Linked DNA regions of Mus musculus: region 1 is linked to region 2. Evidence: chromatin contacts called from public capture Hi-C data. All regions are on one chromosome and are shown on one strand. The core of a region is the stretch at or near the end of the contact, and the rest is flanking DNA. Distances in the headings are between cores, read along the strand shown.

The links. Capture Hi-C pulls out chosen DNA fragments and counts their contacts.
Region 1: a contact with region 2 is called in a capture Hi-C map of embryonic tail, with 16 times the contacts expected there. The contact joins two enhancer-like sites. A contact is called at or near these places in 1 of 39 promoter capture datasets (liver), 1 of 115 datasets of contacts at active chromatin or transcription factors (embryonic stem cells) and 1 of 9 other capture datasets (embryonic tail).

Annotation. Positions count from the first base shown.
Region 1 is chr11:109,267,754-109,274,689 of GRCm38.p6, reverse strand. It overlaps Rgs9 (regulator of G-protein signaling 9), which reads left to right. Exons shown (of 19, transcript NM_011268.2): 7 at 1,338-1,414; 8 at 5,686-5,767. Among named protein-coding and RNA genes, the nearest start is that of Rgs9, 27 kb to the left of the region's middle. Within about 2 kb of position 4,754, at least 84 of the 459 cell types and tissues checked have an H3K27ac peak or open chromatin away from gene starts, as enhancers often do. A contact at or near this core is called in embryonic tail, where this site is marked.
Region 2 is chr11:108,006,909-108,013,767 of GRCm38.p6, reverse strand. Prkca (protein kinase C, alpha) reads left to right here. Exons shown (of 17, transcript NM_011101.3): 7 at 689-823; 8 at 1,045-1,141. Among named protein-coding and RNA genes, the nearest start is that of Mir7223, 13 kb to the right of the region's middle. Within about 2 kb of position 5,122, at least 6 of the 459 cell types and tissues checked have an H3K27ac peak or open chromatin away from gene starts, as enhancers often do. A contact at or near this core is called in embryonic tail, where this site is marked.

The sequences.
Region 1 (6,936 bases), core at 3,505-6,004, 1.3 Mb before region 2:
TCTATGTATAGCTTCAGTTCTCTCCTGCTGTAACTTGAGCCCTTGCCTTGGTAGTTACTGGGGATTTTGTGCCTATCCTGGTCCTTTGGCTGCACTCAAACGAGATAACTTAATATACATAATAACACACAGCTCTGAGTTAACATATTTAAACTAAATTTGCGGTGTGAAAATAATAGGAAAGACATATTTTTGGCGGAGTGAATCAGATTCCCAAAAGGACATGCCGGAAATTCCATAAGGTACCTTAGTTTCATTCTATTGCTGTGATAAATATCATGACCATAAGACAACTCTGGGAAGAAAGCTTATACTTTCAGTTTATTCTTCCCAATCACAGTTACTGAGGGACATCAAGGCAGAAACTAAGATAGAAACCATGGAGGGATAATGCTGTTTACTGCCTTTCTCACTGGCTAGGCTCAGCTCGCTTTCTATATAGTTCAGGACCACCTGCCTAGGAATGGTGATGCCCAAAGTGGGCTGGGATTCCTTTATCAATTAACAATCCCAGATGACAATGCCCCACAGATATGTGCCACAGCCAGTCTGATCAACTGGGATTCCCTCTTCCCACGTGACTCTAGGTTGTGTAAAGTTGGCAGCAAAAATTAACCAGGACATGAGGCTGACATATCTGGTATGTCAGGGTTTTAATCTGGTATATCAGGGTTTTTACGGATTTTAATTCTTTAAAACTGGTCCATGCCTATCCACATCCATCCATCACATCAAGTCAGGCTTAATCTTTGCAAATTCCTCATTAGCATATATTAATATTGCAGAATATTGTATTACATTGTGATGGTTTCATACACACTTGGAAGGCCTTCTCTCCTCCTCTTCCCCTACTCTCCTTCCTTCCTTCCCTTCTTAGCCCTACTCTCCCCATCCCTCCTTCCTAGTAGGCCAGTGTTCTGAGATATATCCTCAGCTCTTTAAAAAACTTGTTTGCTTTGAGACAGGGTCTCACTGTATTTTCTAAGCTGGATCCTCCTGTCTCAGCCTCTTGAGAAACTGGGATCCCAGGCCCATGCCACCAGGCTTGTTTTACTTTCTGGGTTCTTGAGCCCCATTGTTGAGTATAATTTCCACCCTCACAATCCACCTCCTTTCTTCCCAATTAGATCTGGGACACAGTTAACAAAGCAAAGAGACCTGCTGCAAAGGCATTTGAGACTTCTGTCTGGCCCCCTTTATGGGTGCTGTTTTGATGCTGTGGGTGTTGCTGGGCCATGGGGAGCCATGGGTACCCTTTGATGGCTTGATGCGTTCTGCCCTGCTGTTTGTGGCCTATCCTAAGAAGCTTACCGTCTCATTTTGTTTTTCTTCTCTAGGAAAATTATGATTTCTTGAACAAGAAGATTAATTACAAGTGGGATTTTGTCATCATGCAGGCCAAAGAGCAGTACCGGTGAGTGTGAAGTGGGCACAGGAGTTCTTTCTCTACTGGCTGTCTCTTCTCTCTCCTTCCTGGCTCCTTTGTTTTATTTATTTATTTATTTATTTATTTATTTATTTATTTATTTATTGGTGTGTGTCTATGCTTGTCTCTGTGTGTACTCAGGCTAGAAGATAACTTTGCTGATCTTTCAGGTGCCAACTACCTTACTGTCTGAAAATGAATCTTTCTCATTGACTCGAAACTTTCTAGTCCCAAGTAATCCAGGTTGGCAGGCCAGAGAACTCCAGGGATCTGTCTGTCTTTCCCTCTCCTATTCTGGAATTACAAGTACATGAAACCAGCCTAGCTTAAAACATTTATCTATTTTTAGGTGGGCACTGGAAGATCAGACTCAGAGCCTCATGCTTGGGAGGCGAACACTTCACCAACGGACAGGGCATCCCATTCCCCCCCCCCCCCCCGTTTCCTTTGATTACAACCAACTTAGAATGAGCATCTGTGTGATAAACACCAGGCTGGGGCTAGGGAACATCAGCCCCTCAGGTCAGGCAGATGAAGGAACAGGCCACACACAGTACTGTGACATAAGGGTCATGAGATGAGCAGGGGTTTGTAGAGGGAGCTGTGGAAATAGAATCTCTAAGCTATGGAGGATGTTGGTGGTGGGTGGAGAGGAAGGGTGAGGAGGAAGAAAGGGAGGATGTTCCAGGCATGTAGAACTAAGGAGACAGTAGAGTGTCCTGTGTGGGCATCTTGTGTGGCTGGAGCAGAATGTGAAATGTAGACTGAACAACTCACAGATTCTACAAGGTTCACTTCTTTTTTCTTCCTTTCCCCTTCCCCTTCCCCTTCTTCCCCTTCCCCTTCTTCCCCTTCCCCTTCTTCCCCTTCCCCTTCTTCCCCTTCCCCTTCTTCCCCTTCTTCCCCTTCCCCTTCTTCCCCTTCTTCCCCTTCTTCCCCTTCCCCTTCTTCCCCTTCTTCCCCTTCTTCCCCTTCCCCTTCTTCCCCTTCTTCTTCCCCTTCTTCCCCTTCTTCTTCCCCTTCTTCCCCTTCCCCTTCCCCTTCTTCCCCTCCCCCTTCCTCTCCCCCTCCTCCCTTTCCCCTTCTTCCCCTTCTTCCCCTTCCCCTTCTTCCCCTCCCCCTTCCTCTCCCCCTCCTCCCTTTCCCCTTCTTCCCCTTCCCTTCCCCTTCCCTTTCTCTCTCTCTCTCTCTCTCTCTCTCTCTCTCTCTCTCTCTCTCTCTCTCTCTCTCTCCCTCTCAAAGATTTATTTATTATATGTAAGTACACTGTAGATTGTGAGCCACCATGTAGTTGCTGGGATTTGAACTCAGGACCTCTGGAAGGGCAGTCAGTGCTCTTAACTGCTGAGCCATCTCTCCAGCCCACAAGGTTCATTTCTTGCTCGTCTTATGTCTACTGTAGGCTATCTGCAGCTTAGACATGCCTTCTCTTACTTCAGGACCTAGGGTGGCAAGCCTAGGAACCAATGTGAGGTCATAGTATGCAGGAGTGAAGGGTTTATTTTGGCCCACACTTTGTGGTCACAGTCCATCACGGCAGGGAAATCATGACGGCAGGAGCGTGAGGCAGCCTGTCCCCCTGCAGCCGCCCTCAGGAAGCACTGGTGCTCAGCTTGCCTTGACGTCTCTGTTCAGTCCAGACCATGTGATGGTGCAGCCCACGTTCAAGAGGGGTTTTCCCACCTCAGTTAAACTTCTCTAGAAACTCCCTCATGGGCACGGCCACATAGTTGCCTCTTAGGTAATTCTGATCCAGACAAGTTGACAATAACAATTGACCGGCATGCTCACATGTGGCACTGGTGAGAGATCTGCCATTGCTTTCTTAGCCACTAACCTGTTCCTGTCTGACGTATTTGAGACAAAGAAACGTGGAGGGAACTTTCTAACACGCCATTGACATTTGTTTACAAGGCTTCTTTTGGTGTTCACAGGTGCCATCTTATTTTAACTTGGTGTGGCAGAAAGGCTCGGGGTCATAGTCCTTGTCCCTCCTGATCTTTTTAGTTGGGAAATGGAGGCTCGGAGAGGCTAACACTACTTGGTCAGGGTCACTTGGTTGGGCTAGAATGACTCAATTCTATTCAGCATAACACTTTTGTGTTTCTAGTGGGTTCCAGCCCTAAGCTGAGCCCAGGAGCAAGGAGATGGAATTGTCTCTTTCCCCAGCCCCTCCATGCCCTCTGCTACTTCTGTGCTCTGAGTGGGACAATCTCAGCCACCCACACCCTGACAAAACCCTTCCAGGAGCTGCCGCTCAGAGCTGTCTCAGTGGCTCCCACTTTCCTCCTCCAGAAGTCCTAGATAAGTCTGAGTACCCAGACTCTTCAGAGATTCCTCTCCTCACTTGAGGCTCTGTGGGACAGGGAATTCCTAAAAGACTCCTTTCTTCTGAGACACCAGTGTCCCCTTAACTCCATGACTTAACTCATGGATTTTAGATGTGGAATCCTACCACAAAACTAGATGGGCCATGTGGGCTTGCCTGTAGAGAGAGTTTTTGTCATGCTGAGCCCCTCCCGCTGTGTGTGTGTGTGTGTGTGTGTGTGTGTTCTTCCTCTTCCTTTTTTTCCTCCTCTTGTGGCTATGTGACTTGCTCATTCTTTTGTGGCCCAGCCTCGTAAATTACACACGCTATGCCCGACACTCTAGTGGTGGAAGTCAGCATAAAACTCCACCTGGTTCTAAGCGGGAGGGGAAACAGACCCCTCCATCCACAGGAAGGGCCTGGAGACACATTTCTGAATCACTACAGAGACCGTTTTTGATTTTGCTTCTGTTTTCATAATGTTTTCTCACAGTACGAACACCACAGGCAAGTCTGTATTTACTTGAGTACTCTTGCAACGCTTAGACTAAAAACCACTCAAAGGCTGGAGCTATGTTTTGACTCCCAGTAATTGGAACATAGTAGGAGATCAATAAATCCATGAATGAGCAGAAGATTAAACAAATGGAATTGTGAAAAAAAAAGTCACATGAGCAACTCGATGAATTCCTTATTTACTGGCTCTTTGGGATCTGTCACAGCTCTCCTGACCTCCGCACAGTGCTGCTGCTGAGCAAGTCCAGACAGGCCAGCTGGTCTCATTAAAGATGGGCTCCATTTACAAGGCTGGCTAGTATTATAGAAACCACGCAAACCTCAGGGTGCTTGTGGTCCATCCTCCCGAGGACTCCGGCTGGTTACGCTGGTAGAAAATCCATTAGGTTGTTAAGGGGAATAGGGGCAACAATGTTTCTATTTAATTTCCAGAGGAGGTTGGTAGAACACCCTCCTGGAATGGCTGCGCTGCTCACCCATCTGGCTCTCTGGATGCTATTATGCTCTTCACAGAACATTAACGAGGAAGTAAATCCACCACCTCTGTGTGAGGAGGGTGTTTGCGTCATCTCGTGTTGCCCGTTGCCTGGGAAAACAGACGTTAATAAATGTGAGCACAGCTAGCCTTGGAAGTGGGACTGGTGCTCTTGGCGTGATAATGAGTACTTCTTCCCTTCCGGAGGGGGAGGCCCGGCATCACTTCCTCCTGCGGTGGCAAAGGGGAGATGATTAGACAAAACAGGATAACCTTTTACAGTCCCCAGCAGGACTGAGAAAAGGCTATGACTTGTCACCGCCTCACTGGAGGGACAGGGAAGGACAAACAGGAGAAAAATAGGACTTCCTGAGACACTCGTTGCTCCAGCATAGCTCTGGTGTGGATTGTTACCCATCTGCCTGTTGGGATGTTGATTATCTTGTTTGCTGAAGCAGGGAAACCAGTATGAAGTCAGGGAGGCCACTGGGTCACATGATCATCTCTGCTCGCTTCGTAGTGACTTTGGTGACAGATCTGATTCTGGAGCTGGTCATGGTGACAGCACCTAAGTCATGCAGCCCAGTACCATGAAGAAGTGGAACACATTCTCAATTCCCAGAGAGGATGCAGCAGCCCACCCCCCCCGCCCCCACATACAGGGCCTTCCACTCCTCCTCTTCCTTCATCTTTTGTACTTAACAGTGAGTGACAGACTGTTAAGGAGCCCACCAAGACAAAGGGACCTCACCAAGTTGCTAGGATCGAATGAGTCCATGCATGTTGGAACGGTACCCGGAGCAAAAGAGTGATGTGCTATTGGCAGTGCTTGCTGTGTTTTTTATGTACATTCTTTGAGCAGGTGGGGAAAGCGGTCCAGGTCATCAGGAATGGGGGTCATCTTAGACCTTAAGATGTGAAGCACTGCTCGCCCTGAGCCTAGCTTTTGTGTTGTTTTAGGACTGGAAAGGAAAGGAACAAAGCCGACAGGTACGCGCTGGACTGCCAGGAGAAGGCGTATTGGCTGGTGCACCGAAGTCCGGTAAGTAAGGCTTCCCTTTCTCCCCTGACTCCTCCCCATTCTGTGCTCACCGCAGCACAGCTGCCTCTGGCTTCCCACCTTCTTGTCGCCAACAAGAGTTGAACTGGATTATCTGGTGTGGGCTGCCTTGTGCTGTGTCTTCTTGGTGGGGTCCTTACAGCTTGTCTGTCAGTGTTAAGTACCAAGCAACGGGAATCGACTCATCTTTTGTGAGGGTTTGGAATTTTTGTTGTTGAGGTTTAAGGAAATAAGAAGATCTGGGAACACAGGTCCCGAATGAGAAAAAAAACAAGACACTGAGAGCAGAGATGATGTCCTGTGCATCTCCAGACAGACAGACAGACACAGATGTCCTGTGCATCTCCAGCTCTGTCTTTTCCTCCCTGGTCCAGGTCAGCAGCTGGGAAGGGAGGAAGACAGGAGGACTGAGCACGCTTCTCAAGCTTCTCATTGCTCGGAGCACCTTGCTTCTTTGGCTTTTGGACTTCTATTTATTTTATGTGTATGAATGGTTTGCACTCATGCACGTATGTGCACCAGGTGTGTGCCTGGTGCCCCCCAGAGATCAGAAAAGGGTCTCGGATCCTCTGGTACTGGAGTTATAGATGTTTCTGGATCATACCTGTATATGGTGCTGGGAGCGGAGCCTGGCTCTTCTGAAAGATCAGCAGTGCTCTTTACCCATGAGCCATCTCTACAACCCAACTTTGGGACTTCCAATGGCTCCAACTTGGCTCCAAGAGACAGGTTGGCCACAATGGATGTAACCTGTCCCAGCTTGGTATTAGGAAATGGCAGTCTCATTTCCCAGCATTCCACTAGAGTTATCTCAGCTGCCTCAGTTTCCCTCTTGGGTTATAGAAAGTGCGAGAGGTTGACAGAGACTCCGGAAAGTGAAGCATCAAATGTTCTTATCAAAACAAATGTTCTTTCTCCTCCTCTTTTATTGACCTTGCCTCGCAATGACCAGACATGCTCAGAACAGGAAGTGAATGGAGTCAGGAATGGTGTTAAAGCCTGGCCACTCTCCCTTTCAGAGTCTGGCTGGCTTGCCCATCTTTGTCTGTCTCCAACAGATTGTTCTTAAGGTGTAGCCACCATGGTGCACGATTTGAATGTTGTCTTGCTGAAGCGAATGTTCTGGGCTTGATTCCTCAGTAGCTTGCTTG
Region 2 (6,859 bases), core at 3,873-6,372:
ATTGACAGAAATTCCAAACCCGAGATGAAGAAAGGGGAAGAATAGTAAGGAAGAGTAAAGTGTCAGTAGTGAGGGATCACACACAGCAGGGAGCACAGCACACAGCAGGGAGCACAGCACACAGCAGGGAGCACAGCGCACACCAAGGAGCAAGCACAGCACATACCAGGGAACACAGCACATACCAGGGAGCACAGCACATACCAAGGAGCACAAAGAGATTCCCCATGGGGACATACTCAGGAAGCGCTTCCTCTGTGAACATTACCAGAAGAAAAAATGTCTTTCTGTCAGAGAGAAGCCACTGAGCTCTGTTCAGCAAAGGGCAGAAAGTCTGTGTTTTAGACATTGCGAGTCATGTAGTCTCTGCTGCCACAGCAGCCATAGATTATATATAAACAAATAGCCAAGGATGTGTTCTAATGAAACTTCACTTTTATGTTTCAAAGCTGTTCTCTAATACAAATTTTCTTTAGATAAGTCAGAGTGAGCTGTCAGGGGTCAGCGTTGCTTCCTGATCTAGAGAGAGCTTTTAGAGCAGCTAGCTAGGACGCAAGGCTGCTGTCCTGTTGACACAGGAAGGAAACTGGGGATACTATTCCAGGCACAGACTGTGGGCATGTTGGTATCTCCCAGGCTGCCATGACTGAGATGTCTGACTGTATTGCATATGCGTTTGTCTTTGTAGCAAATTAAAACCTTCAGACAAAGACCGGCGACTGTCTGTAGAAATCTGGGACTGGGATCGGACGACTCGGAATGACTTCATGGGATCCCTTTCCTTTGGTGTCTCAGAGCTAATGAAGATGCCGGCCAGTGGATGGTAAGGAAGCCATGAGACCCAGCATGTTGCCATATCCCAGGTGGCTGAGAGAAGCCAGGAGCTATAGTCCCGCCCCCCCCCCCCCCCGCACCTCCCCACCCGCTGGGCAGTGGGCTCTGGCCATGGATTCTGTAGAGGCATCTCTCCAACAGCCTGACCAGAGGCTGAAGGAAAAGAGCTGCTCACGGCCCTTACCCTCCCTTCTCCCCCTGTCCTCAAAGGTATAAACTGCTCAACCAAGAAGAGGGCGAATACTACAATGTGCCCATTCCAGAAGGAGATGAAGAAGGCAACATGGAACTCAGGCAGAAGTTTGAGGTGAGGACTCCCATAAAGCCCTGGGCAGGAAACTGTCTTCCCTGCATGTTCGGGGAGGACCCAATTCTTGCGACACCACTGGGAAGCCCAAAGCAATTTTCCTGCTAATTCTTGTTTGCTTCACAGTAGAACATGAATGTCCTATGTAACCTCTTTCATTTGCAAGCTGTTGGCATTCTGTGTCCCTGGTCCTTTGGAGACTGAAGGTTGGAAATGGCGTAGAGGTGAAAGCATGGCTGGTTTCCACATAAGAAAATGGTTTATATATCACTGGGGCGACGGCAAGGTTGAGAGTGCACCCCCCTTTCACAGAGAACGCCTGCATACTTCCAAGAGAGACTCCCTAGAGAACAACTTGCCTATAATGAGCTACCACTCAAGTATCTGGGAAAAAAATTTTCCCTATTGAAATTTTTTTTTACTTTCCCTATAGAAAGCAAAATTGAACGGATTTTCTTCTGTGGCGTGAGCTCCAGCAGACGCTCCTGTTTAGAATTCTCTTTATTTTTTTATTTTCTCTCCAGACGTCATTTAGGCAAGGCAGCCTCCTGCTCTCCTCCTAAGTGGGTTTGTGTGTTTGCCTTCTGTCCTGGGTTCATCTGCCCTCTTCCCCTTCCTCTCTCTGCTTCCCCTCTTCTTCTTATCCTCTACTGCTTCCTATCTGCCTCAGCTCACAGTGAACGTTCTTCTCTCTAAACCCCTCAGGACCCCCACCACCATCTCTGATGCTTTCTATTTCTCTAAGTGCTTAGCATCTGGCTATTTGATCACATTATTTAGTAGCCTTCAAGGTCTGTATAACTGGTAATCGTTTCACTGCAGACTATAAAGTAGTCCCTGGAAATCTCAGGAATTCCTAAAGTAACATGCAGAGGGGGGGGGGGGGAAGGGGGAGAGAGAGAGAGAGAGAGAGAGAGAGAGAGAGAGAGATTTTTAGCCTGATCACGTTCACGTTGTTGCCCTTTAAAAGGAGGTGTATATCAGATGGACTGAATTCCAAAGGATGTAAAACAGAAAATTGTTCAAATTATTTCCATCATCAAGCTGATGACATCTGGTGAATGTAGATGTCAGTGGTAATACTTAAGGCCAGGCTGCCAGGTTTCCTGGCTTCTGGGAACGTGAGTGCTTGAAGTGAGTCAGGGATACTTAAGATAGATGACACAGCGCTGGCATAGGTTGGTGCGATGGCAGGGAGTGGTGGGGATGGGATGGGTGAGCCACTGAGCGTGAACCAAGCTAAAGGTAGCAGCCAGGCTGGAGACATGGCTTGGAGTCCAGCAATTAATTGCCTAGCACTCTCAAAGCCTTGAGGGCTATCCCCGTTAACACAGAAATAGAACAATAAAAGAGATGGTTCCTGTTTCTGAGGGCCACATGGTGTTGGTCAGCACACATGGAAGTCCCTGCTGCTGTGCCCGCAGCTCCTCAAGAGAAGCCAAAAGTCCCACCTGTTTATATCACGTCTTCCGGTTTCTTTTAATGTTGACAGCCAATTAAAACTTACAGTTCAGTGTAGGTCAAACTTTCAAGTGTACTTTCAACTAAGTTAAGAGCTTTCTGGTGAGATACAGTCTACAACCTCTCCCATCAAAAACTACGGGAGAGGGGGCTGTGGCAGTGACTCAGCAGTTAAGGACACTTGTTATTCTTCCAGAGGACCAGAGTTCGGTTCCCAGTACCCACATCAGGCAGTTCACAGTGGCCTGTATGTAACTCCAGCTCTATGTTATGAGAGCTATGTTATATGTTATGTCTATGTTATATAACGTCTATATGTTAACGTGCACACACACACATATAGATAAAGCAAATGTAAATATAAATCTTTAAAAGCTGTAGGAGAGGGCTGGTGAGGTAGCTCAGTGGTTAAAAATACTTTTAACCACTTTTCCAGAGGTCCTGAGTTCAATTCCTAGCAACCACACAGGGGCTCACCACCATCTATAAAGCGATCTGATGCCCTCTGCTGGCATAAAGGTGTATATGCAGACAGAGCACTCAGACATTAACAAAAAATAAAAATTAAATCAAAACTACAGCAGAGACAAGAAATACATGTTTAAAACTGGAAAAATGAGGTTCTTAAGACTTTTAAGGAAGTCAAATGTAAGCTTGAGAGTCAAAGTTCACTGTGCATGGCCCTCCCTCCCTCCCTTTCGCCTTCTGTTGTCTGTCACTTGCCTGGTTCTCTGCCTCCACTCCTACCCTGGCTAGGACACAGCTCCAGACTATGTCACCCACCCCTGTGTTGAATGGATTCTTCTAGAAGGAGTTTCAGGACACTGGGTGCCTCTCCCAGGCAGGGCAGAAACCTGCTGTGCTTAACTGACTCTCACACCCCAAGTCTCAAGTGTGTCATTCATGGTCACTGTTTAGACCCATGCGCCTAGGACACAGCCGAGAGAGGAACTTTGTTGGGGCTCCCCAGGTGTGTCACTCGAAGTAGCTCTAATCTGAAACCACCTTATTCATCCAGAAAAACTGACCCACTTTGGTGCTTCATTTCCATGGCTTTCTGGTGAGCTAACTTCCTGTTTCTCTGAGCAATGGGTCCACCTCCTCCTTTTAAAGGCCACCGGTTCCAAGTTAAATATCTAGGTAAACATCGTGGGCTGGAGGGCTTGGGGCCAAAAGTGAAGCATTTCTCCTAGAGACTGAGACAGTGCGTTGTCTGTCACTATCTCCCTGCCAGGAGAACTGGGCTTGACAGTGGAGGACTAGCCCAAGCCATGCAGCCTCAGAGCAGGAGGAGACACCCTCAGTGGTTTGGGTGGCAGGTGCCACCCCTCCGAGCCCCACGCTTAGACAGAACCCCTGCGTGAATTACATCCCAGCCTTTCCTTTGCGCATCTTTTGGCTTAATTTCCTGGATTTCCTCAGATGGTGTTTGCTCATGTGTTGAGCATTTTGCCGATATTACAACAGGAAGAAGCCTGTAGCAGATAGAGTCGGAAAGATGCTGGGATTTCATGGCAACTTCCAGGCTGTGTTTAAATGGAAGTCTCTGGCCTAACCTTAGATGGGTACATAGTTCTGTGTTCGTGGTTCTGTGTTCAGGTCTGTGTTCAGGTCTATACCTGTGAAAGTGGCAACCCTTCCCTCAGTGCCTAGGGGTGACAGGCTGACAGCAGTCTGCCCTGTTCTCATGCATTCTTTCAACTTTGAGCTGAACACAAGCTCAGTACTGGCTTGTCACTTGCTGAAGCCCAGCACAATTGTTAGTTCTCTCAGAAGCCAGCATGTCTCGGGGGCCTCTTGCAGAATCTAGAGCAGTGGGGTCCAACCTTTGACAGGACACTGAATCTGTAATACCTTGGGCTTCATTCACAGCTGTCCTTGGCTGGAGTGTGGCCTGTGGGCCAAGACTTAGACAAGTTTATCTATCCATGCTTGATTCTGTTTTGGTGGTGTTTAAACTTTTGAGGAGGGGGTCTTTTTATGTAGCTCAAACTGCTCTTAAACTCAAGGTCTGCTTCCCAAGTGCTGGGATTATAGCTTTGGAATTCCATCCCACCCAGGCAATCTCTGTGTTCTAGAAGGAATTAACAAGCTGTGGTTTCAGCCTCCCTCCCCACAAGACATCAAAAGTCACTCTGTCTAATTAAAAAAAAAAAAAAAAAGGAAACTAAATGAGCACTTGCAGCTATATGCACCATGTTACTATTCATCGGATAATTAGATGGAATTTTTTTTCATATTTAAACTGTTGATTCTAGGATCTTGGCAAACAGAATCATCTGCGGGTGAAGCTTTTAGGAGCCAAGGAAAAAAATCCCAGGATGGCTGGAAGAGCCCCTATGCGCTCTATCAGGGCAGTTCATCTGCCCAAAGATGACACAAAACAGGACTGTGACCAGAGTGTCCACAGAGTCTCTGTGGCCTTTTCATCTGGTCCATGTATGTCTTTGGGTAGAGCACACACAGTCCCTGCGTCACAAACTAAATTGCATGTCTTTTCTTTTGTTCAGTAAGTAGGGCTCCAGCAGTGGCCACAACAAGCAGCCCTACCCCCTGTGGAGCTTGTGCTCTGGACCCGGAGGCCCAGAGATGAAGCAGGGAGGTTACCGAGAAGCAAATGGCGCAATATAACACTTTGCACTGCTTTGCATGCCCCCAGAATATATAGCAACCAGGACTCCTGACTTCCCTCCCAAACCCAGGTCTCTGTTCCTATTGTCGGCTCATGGTCAGTGCTGAGAATGGGAGGCAGTCCTAAGGATAGGTTACTTCTGGCTCACAGGTCTTCTCTGTAAAGGGTCAAATAATGTCTGCAGGCCACACAGTATCTATCATAATGTTTACTCTACACTGCAGCATAGAAGCACCTGTGGGCAAGTTGTAATAAGTGAAAGTGTGTTTCAATAAAACTTTATTTATAAGAACAAGTAGCAGACTGCATTTACCCATGAGCCATGGTTTATTGACTTTAGGTTCAACATGAGTACTCTGGAATCAAATCTTGGTCTTGCCAGTTCTTAACGGTATAACCTCTCTTAAGTGTATGGCAGTAATGTCAGCACTTAGATGAATTATTTTTAAGATTAAACCAGTAGAGAAGTTCTTAAAGCACACTTACTATATAACTGTTTGTTTCTAACAGATAGCCACCACTGTCAGTGTAGTTTAATGTAGAAAGTGGTTCTTGCCTAGATATCTTTATTTGAAGTTATTTTAAAGTTTTGTCACAATGAATGCATTTTCATGTTGAAATTATGTTCCACATATTGATTGGATTCTCTGCCATGCCATCTGCTCTATTATGACAGAGGTAGGAGAGACCCTTGTCAGCCTTTGTCATATCTTCAAGGGAAAAAGACCCTTGTGTGTGTGTCTTTCAGACCCTGAATGCAGATGGATGTCTAGATACAGTGTGTCTGTAAAATGAGTTCTGAAACACATTGTATCTATAAATCAGGCATAATGAGTCTGAGGTTGTATCAGATGAGCCCTGATATCCATGACTACTAGAAGTGAAGATTGGATCCCATACTCCACTCAGACTTCTCAACTCAGTGGTTTTGTTTTGGGTCCTGAGTAAATACTCAAACGTGAACTTATCTGACAGGTGATTGACAGGGACCACTCGCCAGACATAAACAAGAGCAGAGCCATACCCAGAGTGACCTCTAGCAGGGCATCAGAGAGCTGACTAGGTTAGCAAAGCACATTGTGTCTCTTTACTGCCAGTTCCTTCCGTGAAAGCCCAGCGCTTTCTGTGAATAATTGTGCTGATCTTTTACAGAAGTCAAACATAAAAATTGTTCATCTGAGAAGGAAGGAAACAATATTTTGAGGCCACAATTTTCTCCTCCTCTTCCTGTTCCTCCTCCTCCCCCCTCCCCCTCTCCCTCTCCCTCCTCTTCCTCCTCCTCCTCCTCTTCCTCCTCCTCCTCCTTCTTCTTCTTCTTCTCTCTCTCTCTCTCTCATTGGTTCATTTCATTGGTTGGCTGTTTTTCCCATACAGGGTCTTTTGTAGCCCGATTGGCCTTAAACTCACTGTAGCTGAGGGTGACCTTGAACCCCAGATTCTCCTGCCACTGCCTTTGAGTACTGGTATATGACCTAGACCATTGTTTTGGCTAAGCTGACTAGGCAGTGAGCCCATATGATCCACATGCTCCTTTCCATTCTGGGCTTATAGGTGAGTGTCACCATACGTAGCCTTTGGATGAACACTGGGGATCTAGGCTCTAGTCTTCATGTTTGAATAGTCAG